Regions from separate parts of the Bicyclus anynana genome. Here region 1 is linked to region 2. Evidence: chromatin contacts called from public Hi-C data. All regions are on one chromosome and are shown on one strand. Each heading gives the region's core, a stretch centred on a gene start, on an enhancer-like site or on the middle of the called end of the contact. The rest is flanking DNA. Distances are from core to core; before and after follow the strand shown. Region 1 holds the start of LOC112054996 (mannosyl-oligosaccharide alpha-1,2-mannosidase IA). Region 2 overlaps LOC112053036.

Region 1 (6,155 bases), core at 2,138-4,637, 65 kb before region 2:
GTATTGAGTATTTTCGACTGTATCCGTGGCGCGGTGTGCGTGGTGGATTTACAAGACGGAGGTAATGGGTTCGATCCCCGGCTGGGCCGATTGAGATTTTTTTAATTGGTCCAGGTCTGGCTGGTGGGAGGCGTCTATCGTGGCTAGTTACCATCCTACCGGCAAGACGTACCGCCGAGCGATATAGCGTTCCCGTACGATGTCGTGTAGAAACCGAAAGGGTTGTGGATTTTCATCCTACTCCTATATTGCATCATCACTTACCATCAGGTGAGAATGTAGTCAAGGTCTAATTAAACAAAATCAATGGTATTCATTTTCTGAAAGCGAGAAAGAGAGTAGTCGCGTCAATGTAGTGTGTGTGTGTGTGTGTAGTACATTTTGATTACCCACTACTCGTATAGTAGCCACTTTGCGAACTGATTAAATCACATAAATCATTCACACTGATAAAGTAGTTGTGATAAACTAATATAAGTGATGTTAATTATTCAATTATACTGTAGACACACCTAAGTATTTAGAGAGACGAAAATCTTGGTATTTCATGACTTTACCGTACAGATACTGGATCCTTTATTTGGATATGGCAGAGTGAAAACTCTATGCAGATTCCTGGCCTTGTGACCTGGGTTTAGGTTTAAGGTTTTCTTGATGATGCACATCAACAAATTACCATTTGTGTTGTTAATCACCAATCATGTTGTTCCTCCCTTCTCATATTCAAACTTGGTAGGATCCTACTAAACCTACCTACCTATCTTGGATACTCTTTCTAATATAGAATGCTACTACTATTACTAGTTCTAGTCAGGTCTCTAAGCAGATTATAGAGTATTTTAGCTGATATGATGTTGCATCCAATTTTATCACATAAATAATTTAAACACAACTATTTTTAGTAAGTTAATTTGTTAGGTGATAATATTTGTTCCCTTTTATTGTGCAGTCTGGATTATTGAATAACAAGGATTTCAGATTTACATTTATTTCAAGATTATCTTTGTTTCTTTCAAAGATGATGGTGTGGATAATGATACATAGATGTGTTAATATCAAATTTCTATCACCCAGAGTTTGTCTTAAGGGCTTGTTTGCATTTACCTATCTATGAAACCAATATGATCCACAGCCTTCCCACTTAAAGACATCACCACATTGTTATGCTGAAACAAGACACTACATGCTAGACGCTAGACATAAGAATATTTTAAATAAGATTGAAATTTATTGTGAGTTTCTTAGCTACATTGTAGATACTGTTTCTGAGTTTCAACTATAATAATTATAACTAACCCATATTATAAGCAAAGGCGACAAAAATATTAATTTTCTATAAACATCTACCAACCAAACCCTACAAATTGTCAGTGGTAGAGAAAAAGCAATAAATAGGTCTAGTCTAGTGTAGCGTTGTTGTGGTGACCTTGTAGACTTGTTATTATTTATTCTGTGGTATTACACAATAGTTTAATATCAACACACTATTGATACAATCATAAAGTTGATGAACATTAATAACATGATTAAAGGTATTTAAGTTGTCAACATTTAGTGTGTATTATGTAATGAAAATATTATCATATCATTATATTGCATTACAATTAAATATACTAAGCCCTTTTACAAGTAGATACTTAATATACTGAACTATGTTATTAAGAGCCGTGGTAGCCCAGTGGATATGACCTCTGCCTCCGATTCCGGAGGGTGTGGGTTCGAATCCGTTCCGGGGCATGCACCTCCAACTTTTCAGTTGTGTGCATTTTAAGAAATTAAATATCACGTGTCTCAATCGGTGAAGGAAAACATCGTGAGGAAACCTGCATACCAGAGAATTGTCTTAATTCTCTGCGTGTGTGAAGTCTGCCAATCCGCATTGGGCCAACGTGGTGGCCTAACCCCTCTCATTCTGAGAGGAGACTCGAGCTCAGCAGTGAGCCGTATATGGGTTGATGACGACGATGTTATTAAGTAAGAAGGCTATGAGAAAATTCCGCAGTCTCAACAAAAATGCACCACAAATGAGAGATATGAATCTCTGAGTGATTGAATCAGAAATCCACAAAAGAGTCAAAGTCACCAATATAGCTCAACGAGTTGCGAAGCTGAAGTGGCATTGGGGTCCCAAGCACTCACACTACAAAGAGCAGTGTTGGTCGACCCCCCACCAGGTGGACTTGATGACATAAAGCGAGTCTTAAACCCTTACTGAAATACTGAAACTCCCCTCATATATCAGAATCATTTTTAAGCTCTGTCAAAACTGTTGCATGTCATTGAAAACAGTTTTGCATGGTATCTTTAAGCCTTCAATAATTCCATAAAAAAAGTCCAGAACACTAACTATATTCTTTATAGTATACATATATATTTGTGTCATAGTAGATTTTATGTTTAAACTAGAGTTAAAATGTTAAACTCAAAATGTGTCAAGAATGGATTCTGCACTTGGCCAGCTCGGCTGACTATGATCTGGTCACATTCCAAATCTTTACTTGTGCTATGTCTAGCAATTGATATATCTATAGTAATTGATTTATGTTCTAGTTTCACTACTGTTCAAGACAAATTGTATCAATGAAAGTGAGGAATGTTTTGAAAGCAGTCTAACATACCATCCTTATAATTATTTGAGCATATTTGATGGAACATTGATAGTCTTACCTCTTTAACAGTATCCCTTTTACGCCGGACGTCTATATCTGTGCCTGGATCCATGGCTGGTATAACATACTTCTGGACTGCACTATCCACCTTCAGGGCCGGTGGGGACACATTCTTGTTAGCAGCATTGTTACCCAGTGCTGGCTCCTCGATGGCGTCCACTGGAGGTTTGCTGGGCCCTCGGGAAGACGAGCCAGATGGTGCGACGTCAAACTGAGGCCTTTCTAAAACTTTCATACCCATGTCCTCGTCTATCTTCGCTTTTAAACGATTCCTGTCTTCAACTACGTGAGGGTCGTCACCCTCCTCCCCATGACGTGCGATTCCCACCACGGGGAAGTCACCGACTTCGTTCTGAGCGAGAGGCGGAGGCATGAGGAGCTCTGGCCCAGCTTTTTGTATACGTTTGTACACATTATAAACACTGTCGTTCACACTCGTGGAACTTTTGAACTCGGGCAAATAGAAAAGTGCACCTAGCCACACGATCCCAAATGTCAAGAGAACAGAAATAATCAAATATTTTTCGCGAAGACGAAACGAGCGTCTGGATATGGACGGCACGGGCACCCCGTTAACGAATCGTTGGTAACTCGGTAAAATTCCCGTCATGTTTACGTAAACACAGTATCTAATAATATCCTAAATAATAACTGAACGTCAGATTCCAGCAGGCGACCCGTCATTGGTGGTCGCCATTAGAGAACTGGTAAAATGAAATGCCAATTTTTAGTGTTGCTATATGTAAGATTAAAATTACCCATTTTATTTGGAACAACTATTTTAATGTATGAAACATAAAATATAAATAAAAAAAACTCTATTGTAAAGAATGATGATTTTTAAATAGCAACTCACAGAGTAACCAGAGTTCAGTGTTGCCAGAAGGTTACTTTTGTAACCTTTTAGGTGATTTTTTGACTGCATTGGTTACTTTTAGGTTACATTAATAAAAAGGTTACTTTTACGTGATATTTAGGAATTTTTAGAATTAACTTACAATTTCGTATATCTAAAACAGAACGGTCGTTAAATCAAGAAATGCGGACAAATGCTCAAGAAGTCATCGATGTTTCTGTGTCAATCTCACTATAAATGAAGACGTTACAATTGACGTTGCGAAATAAGTAAGTTGCAGTCACATTGAATTTCGTAAAAAAATCAAGTATGAATTTAAGAAATATTTTTTTTTTAAATTCTTGCTCTTTAATAGTATTTTTCTTATCCCATGAGGAAAAGGCAAACAATCAGGGCCTTACTTAAGATGATTCTATTTACGAGTAAAATCTTCAGTTTATAGTAATTTAGTACTTGGCTAATATTCGTAACAGACAGTTATTAAAAAAAAAACAAAATTACTTTAGCCCCCAGAGGCTGAAATGGTGGTTTACCCATGCTGTGGAACGCAAAAAGCAAGAGTAGTTAGTGAAAAGGTTACTTTTTACACAAAAAGGTTACTTTTTTAATATTTCGGGTAACTTCTCACAAGACCGAACTGGCAACACTGCCAGAGTTAGTCTTTACAAGCAACGTACTGAAACCGGTGAAATCCATTAAAAAACTTGTCTCCTTGACACCCGCATATACCTACAAACTTTTTCATAATTTGTATTTCAAAATTTAACACTAACAACAATTACGAAAATAATATAATAATCAATAATTACTAATAAAAAAATAGTAGTTAATATGTATTCGTTTTTGAATTTTGTATTTGGAGCGACTACGACACCGTCGTGTCCCGTACGCTCCATCTATATATAATTGATTGCTCTGTGGAGCAACTATAAAATTTACTACCGGCGCTTCTCAGTAGGACCTGCCTTCCAAACCAGTGGTAGTTATTGTAAAATGATAATTGGGTTGGCAATATTAGTATATTGGTAACCGTGTTTATCATCTATCTATGTATCTATGTACAAAACATATTTGATTTTATATTTGCAGTGACATCTTTATCTTCTCGCCGCGTGATGGAACACACTTTTGAAAATCAATCTGTTTGTTTTAAATTAAATTATATTCATTAAATCAGTATATTACTTGGCCTCTTATCTAATTTAATAATTATACAACATATTCAAGAGTATTCCAGAAAAATTTACAAATAATCAAACTTGACGTTTCAAAAAATTAAGCTTTAAGATTTTTTAAGCTAGCTAAACCAATTTAAAAGAAACTTTTATATTTTGTTGAGTTTTTATAATAAATAATATACGAGAACATATAATTTTATTTAAAGACTAGCGGACGCCCGCGACTTCGTCCGCGTAAATTTCGATGTCAACTTTACTACTACCCCTACCCTACCCTACCCCTACCCTACCCTACCCCTACCCTACCCCTACCCCAACCCTACCCTACTCAACCCCTACATATACCCTACCTCCATTCTACCCCTACCCTCCCCGTACCCTTTCCCTTTCCTACTCCTATCCCACCCGTACCCCTATCTCACGCCTATCCTACCCCTACCCTACCACTACCCTATCCTACCCGTACCTCTACCCTACCCCTACCCTACCTCTACCCCTACCCTACCCCTACCCTACTCCTACACTACCCCTACGCTTCCCTACCCGTACCCGACCCTACCCTGTAACTTCTCTATCTTACTCCTACCCTTAGCAAAATCGGTCCAGTCCTTCGAGAGTGGTGGTATGACCAAGAGAAATAGAGACTTCTATGCTAATAATATAAAGAGGTAAAGTTCGTGTGGTTGTAGGAGGTAATCTCTGGATCTACTGGACCGATTTGGAAAATTGTTTTACCAATAGAAAGCTACGTTATTTGCGAGTGTCATAAGCTATGTTTGATCCCCATATTCACACGGGAACGGGAACTACGTAAATTAAAGCGCCGGGCGTCATATAGCGGAATTTCTGCGTCTTTTACAAATTTTGTATTATCTCCGAAACTATTTAAGTAATTAACATACTGTAAAGGGCAAATCTTATCTCCATAATATCCTTGTGATTATTAAATAATTTATTTTAATAAGGATTAAAGTTTAGTTGTATAAATAATGACGTAAACCTAAGTATATAAAATTAATAATTTTTAAAACACAAAAGTTACTATATCTGCTAATATATAGAAGATAGATATATGGTGTCGCGGACTTTTTTGTAGAACTTTTAAAGATACATAAAGTCTCCATACATTAATTTAAATTTTACACAATAGTTAAGGCAGCGCATGCGAATAAGTCTGTTTAAGAGGATTTTCAGTCCGACCTGTATGACAAAAACTGTGATAACTCGGCTAATATATATGATACCAATATAAAATATAGCCCATAGCACTCCCCGATAATGTAGCATTCTACTGGTGAAAGAATTTTTAAAATCGGACCAGTAGTTCCGAAGATTACCCCATTTTAAAAATGTGACAAACTTACAAACTTACAAATTTTACCTCTTTATAATATTAGTATAGAAACCACTCAGATACTGAAAAACATGCTTAATAATGTTACACTCGGCTGT
Region 2 (6,446 bases), core at 133-2,632:
GGTCATTACACTTGACACTTTATGATTACGATGTTGCATACTTTTGAGCAAGGAACTGTGTATTCAGTCCCTTGCTGAAAAGAAGTTTGGAAGGAGAGAAACAAAAGGAGGACAGATCTTGATCACGCGATCTGTTGATAGCAAATGTCATTCCCATACATTTTTCTAGTTTTCGAAGCGTTTGAGATCGTAGAAAGAAAATCGATGTACCACTTGGCTACAGGGGCAGACTTCTTGCAAGAGAGAAGATATGAAGTTCAGACCCACCACACCGCTCCAATGCGGGTTGACGGGATGACGATGATAATGTTACTATTCTACGATCATAACTTCGTAATATTTTAACCAATTTTGAAAATTCTTTTTATGTTTGAAAGCGTATACTTCCAGATTAATCCCATTTAATGTTTATGAAAATCGGTTGAGTCATTTTGTGTTAAAATCAAAATAAGTGAAATAGAAGTCATTGAAGTCGGTTAAATTTTTATGTTAAAAAAATATTAAAAATTTCTTAAAATAAATAACAGCTCAGTAATTTACATCTTGACCCAGGACTTCATGATCCAAACCCACATAGGTTAACCACTGGACCTACAAGGCAGTTTTAGACTAACATTTACCTAATACCTGAAGAATTATAAAAAAAGAGGTTCGTAAAACTTAGAATCAGTGCATATTATTTTCACTTACTGGAACAAAGAGGAAGCTAAGACAAAAAAGCTTTAATCTCCTTAAAGCAATCACAAAGAAGTATTGAGATAGGTAGCTATTATTATTCATCATAATTCATTTTTCTGAGTCAACAATCAGGCATTTCACGCTTCCCTTTTCAACCCTTCGCTTAGGATGAAGGATAAAAAAGCAATTTAAAACTCCTTTTATTAGTAAGAAATTGCTGCGGTATACCATTAGCACTAAACCCAACCTTATTAGTAAAATAATAAGAATTATATTACTTTGTATAGAGTGATGTTGCCTCAAATGATAATTCTTCATGAAGTTTTAACTACAATGTATTTTTCTGTAATTTATTTTTACTGCAATGTTTAAAAATGCATTGTTTTTTGTCATTCAACTTGACTGAATATCACCTATTTATTGTATTTCAAAGTAAATTCGGAAAGAGCATAGTGAGAATCAAGTACTAAATAGTAAGTTACAGTAATTATTTAATTTCAGATCATAGAAGAAAAATCAAGCTCTTAGTACTTGGAAAACTTCGAAAAAGCTTTACCCCAAGTTCAAAGACTTGGTCGACCGTTTAAATTTAAAAACAGACGGGTACACAAAACAATAAACTGGTCTTTCTCTATCCCTTTCCTTCGTGTACCGCCATCCCATTTGCACTTTCATTAGCCTCGAAGCCTTTTATTGCAGCCATCCGACAGTCAACTTTAGAGCTTGGAGATAAAGCGCGAAATTGAATGAATGTAACTTTTATTTGAGTCTGTAGTAAGACGTAGTAAAACGAAACAAGTTTTTATGCTAAGAAGTAGACTAACCTCTTTCCAAAAATCGTTTACCGTTAACAAAACATTCAAACATAGGAACATAGAAAACAGTCACACACAGAATAGCCATGAATAAATGTGTGTATTTAAAATAAATAAAGCTGTGTAGGTTCGCGGATTTTATTGTAAGATAAAATTTGCTATAGCTATCTCTCAGTGCTCTCAGTGTATATTGTTAAAACATATCAATGACTATAAGATAGCATATTATATAAAGCAGTGGAAACCGAAAATACTCAGTTATCGAGAATTGAAAATAAGCGATAAAAGAAAAATAAAACCAGAACAGTACATAAATTAAAATATTATAATACTTCTTCGTGCTTGTCCTCAAAACTAGTTCACTTCGAAACGCTTCGAAACACTACTTCAAAATGAATTCATTTTGATGTGCTTAGTTTATAACAATACATATGCTTTGTTTTACGTTGGAATAAAAGTTATTACTAAAAACTTTATTCAATGCGGACTGCGAATTAGAAAACTATTTACTTTTAAAGTTATTACTATACAGTTCTCTAGAACTGTAATCTATCGTTAACGAATTCGTTCAGGCGTCCAAGTTACTCAAACGCCTGCGAAATAAATGAAGCAATCACAGAGTTTACACACAATTGCTGTTATACAACTGTAAGGAATAACAAATCAACGGTAACGGTTATAGTATGTACTTAAAATAAACGTTTTAAGTAACGTTTGTGTAAAATAATATTTATTTTTCTTGATTGCATCACGCGTGATCGTGTGGAAAAGTTAATTTGAAAATATGAATTTTTAATGTTGTTTTACATATATTCATTTTGTATTTAAATAATGATCCGGAGGGAGCTAGGGTCTAAATGAAAAATTTTAAGGTTTTTGTTATTCTAATAAATTATACTAATGCGACTAAAATATTAATAGCTACTCGTAAGACAGGACAATGACAATAAATTATACATAATTATAAAACAATTTTGAATTCTATTTTAATAAAAAATAGGCTTAAAAGGAAAGCAATTAATATCGCATAATGTATTAACCAAAATCGGTATTTAAACACACGTTACGTAACCGTCAATTAATAACACATAGTGTATTCACCAAAATCGGTATTTAACCACGCGTTACGTAAACATCAATTAAGAGTGTATTGTCGTTCCGTAAGTCGATTTCAAATTAATATTTCCTGTTACGGCATTAATTACTGCACGTGACACCTTTACGTTGAATCTCCGATGTACGTTCACACCGGGCTCGTACTTCTATTGTTCTCTGTGTAATCGCTTCCCAGATTGGTAAACTTTCGAGGATTAATATGACACATTGCACATTACCGCTTAAATACAACGCAAGGTTCCCATGACTATAGTCAACAGTTCTGTTACCATAAGCAGACAACAAACTGTTCTTAAATTACTTAACAAAGGTACTTGTCGCTGAGTAAAAATACTATAACATAAAACTCATATAGCACTCATATAGCCGTGATAGCTCAGTGGATATGACCTCTGCCTCCGATTCCGGAGGGTGTGGGTTCGAATCTGGTCCGGGGCATGCACCTCCAACTTTTCAGTTATGTGCATTTTAAGAAATTATAAGAAATTAAAATATCACGTGTCTCGATCGGTGAAGGAAAACATCGTGAGGAAACCTGTATACCAGAAAATTATCTTAATTATCTGCGTGTGTGGAGTCTGCCAATCCGCGTTGGGCCAGCGTGGTGGACTATTGGCCTAACCCCTCTCATTCTGAGAGGAGACTCGAGCTCAGCAGTGAGCCGAATATGGGTTGATGACGAACGATAGCACTATATGCCAGTACAAATAAATTTTGATATATTTATTTTATTAACTTACTTATATAATATTCAGAGTCATAGATCAGCTTTCGCCTCGTCAAAAAAACAAAATAGTATTATTGAATTTGATAGACTGCTTGAAAATATAGCTTTCGTCAATTTATCAGAATGCACCATTTTAGGTTTATTTTTTAGGTTACTTTTTTCCCCCAATTCATAGTACAAAATTTATAAATTCGAAATACATTCTGTTGCTTGTTTGTAAATAAATTAGAAACCAAATAGATAAAAAAATAATAAATTGCCTCAAAGGTGAAGGACAAAACATCGTGAGGAAACCGTGAGTTTGCCGATCCGCATTTGGCCAGCGTGGTGGTATGCCTTAGCCTAGCCCCTTCCATTCTGAGAGGAGACTCGAGCTCAGCAGTAAGCCGAATATAGGTTGATAATAATGATGAAAAAAATTACTCCTTAAAACAAAATTATTGTAGAGACATACGAGTAGTATATCAAATTACTTAATCCTGTTTTATTAGGTACATCGTATCGTAATATCATAGTTCCTTTAGGTTGACTAGATTCAAATTTTAACCTTTGTTACTAAAGAATAAAAAATAAAAGAAAGTTCTAAATATAGCCACGTACCTGCTTGTCTAACATAATAACATATCAGCTATCTCACGCGCCGAACAAGTCTGTGAACCAGATTCATAAGTAAACTGGATTACGACAACTGAAATAATCATTCTCACCATTAGCAAAGAAATTTATTTATTGGCTGGAAATTCTTTAATTAAATTAGATACAAGCACCAATAGTTAATTATTTACCGATGGATGGACCGCGAACATAATAAAATATATTCTCACGATGTATAAATAATAAACACGAGTAATTTATAAAAATTTCAAACATTATGGATTATTACAGTACTAGCAGACGCCCGCGGTTTCACTCACGTAATTTCCGTTCGTACATTCGTTCGGGCATACGGGAATAAAATATAACCTAATATGACACTCGCTTATAGCGTAGCTCAGTAGATCCAGAGATTACCCCCGATTTTTCTGTAGAATGAAAATAGATTTTATACTACTTTTTATCCTGGAAAAATCCATGGTTCCCGCGGGATTTGAGAAAAACTGAATTCCACGTGGACGACGTAAACGAAAAGTAGGTATACATAAATATAAAGAAAAATAACTCATTGTTTTATACTTATAGACTTAGATTAATAAACATTATAGAAAAACAGATACACAAAAGACATTACACATATGTATTTCTAATTATGTAATAATATTTTCTGTGTATCTCGTATGTTTACATCACTTTCACCAGATTCCATCAGCTATTAAGAAAGAAAATATTTATCTTTAGAAAAGATTGCAGAAACATTCGTGTCCGCAAACAATCTGTTATGAAATGTTTATTGCGGCCAGACATTCCGTGTATGTGATTTGAGATAAGTTTTTCACGCTTTGTCGTTTGTTACGTAACTTTTGCAGACAGCAATGACAGACCTTATCATTAACATCTGATGGTGGCCGTTAGAGAGCTTAACATTATCCCCAAGCCCGCCAACCTGCATTGGTACAGATTGATGGGCTCCATATTACCCTAAACTTTGACGGCCTCCGTGGCACAGTAGAATGCGTGGTGGATTTATAAGACAAAAAGAATCCCCCTGGGTTCGATCCCCGGCTGGGCCGATTGAGGTTTTTTAATTGGCTTTAGATTTTAGCCCGCTTCGATCTTCGATTGCATCATTACCATTAGGTTTTAAAGGTCAAGGGCTAACTTGTAGAAAAAAAGGGAGATGCAGGATGAGTTGACAAGTAATAGAGATGAATGGAGGAAATGGACATATTTTGCCGACCCGACTTAATTAGAACAAGATAAAGGAGACGATGATAATGTCTCGGACTCTTACACGGCCTAACAACACACCACCTGTAACACTACCTGAGCTAAGATTTTTTCTCAAATGCTAGATATTTCATAGCCAACTCACAACTTCTAGATATAATAGCTAATCACTGGAACAACCAGCAGGCTAATTCACTATCTTTGACGCATGCTAGTTGACATATACGAAATTGAGATTCTATGTAACACATGTCATCCGGTGCCTACTGGTGGATATCATACCGTAGGTAGTTGACATTTCTCTATTAATTTTATGTTTATTTTAATAGGTTGATAATAAAGATCAAAATAGTGAATAGGCTAGCACGCAGGCGTTTATACGCGCCGATGCGTCAGACAAGTCATCAGAAACTTATCGTTCCGATAAGACTCTGGGAATAAGAACGAATTAACAGTTGCGGTAACATCTTATAACTTATTTCATCTTATATAATACGGAGTGTGCCGCGATGCGAGACCGGCCTATGTTTCTCACGGCGGCGCTCGAGGCGGGTAGATCTGCCGATCGCCGTGAGACAAGTCCTTATAACTTCCAGGTTATCAAATTATATCGACGAACCGCCAAGCGTGAACTTAGAACAGACCTGTCACACACGACAACGTAAATACATATTACGGCACAAGATTGTGGCTTGCACAAGGGGTTTAAATAGGGTTTAATTATTTACTAATCAAAATACTAAAGAGAAATAACTACACACTGGCTAGGTTCTATGATATAACTACGTGAACGATACTTAATATGAATCATTCATGAGTGAAAATTGAGAACTTATTATAATCAAAAGCCGCAGATTTTTAATGGATTCTTGAAAACAACTTCAAGCTTTAATTTTATAAAAACTCATCGTCATACGGTAACTTAAAGTTACTTACTTTAGGTACTTGACGATTAAAAAAGTCAACTGTAAATCGCAAAAAATAAGCATATTGTCTGGAAAGCGTATTGCAATCAGTTTTTGTGAATCTACAAAATAAAATTAATTCGAGTTTACCTGGACTTCCATTTTATCAGTATGCCATTTCATTTCTATTATGTTTTTCAGTTACTTTTATAGAAAAAAAGTACTTTTAAGATGTTTTTTGATCTGATCCTCGAATCCATACTCACTAATGCCAGATAGAATGATTTTTCATGTGATTTTGAGCACAAAAGTTTGACTTGACTCAATCTAAACAATAAATTAATTAATATAATGTAATAAGTAATAAATACGAGTACCTAT

Evidence for each region. Hi-C and Micro-C count contacts between places; a contact is called where the count stands out from the background.
Region 1: a contact with region 2 is called in a Hi-C map of whole larva, with 2.9 times the contacts expected there. The contact joins the promoter of LOC112054996 here to the enhancer-like site in region 2. A contact is called at or near these places in 2 of 2 Hi-C or Micro-C datasets (whole body and whole larva).

Annotation. Positions count from the first base shown.
Region 1 is chr12:5,446,343-5,452,497 of ilBicAnyn1.1, reverse strand. LOC112054996 (mannosyl-oligosaccharide alpha-1,2-mannosidase IA) reads right to left here and starts at 3,387. Exons shown (of 10, transcript XM_052884718.1): 1 at 2,668-3,387. The coding sequence starts at 3,279.
Region 2 is chr12:5,379,052-5,385,497 of ilBicAnyn1.1, reverse strand. All of the region lies in intron 2 of LOC112053036, which reads right to left. Among protein-coding and RNA genes, the nearest start is that of LOC112053036, 33 kb to the right of the region's middle. Within about 2 kb of position 1,382, at least 8 of the 8 cell types and tissues checked have open chromatin away from gene starts, as enhancers often do.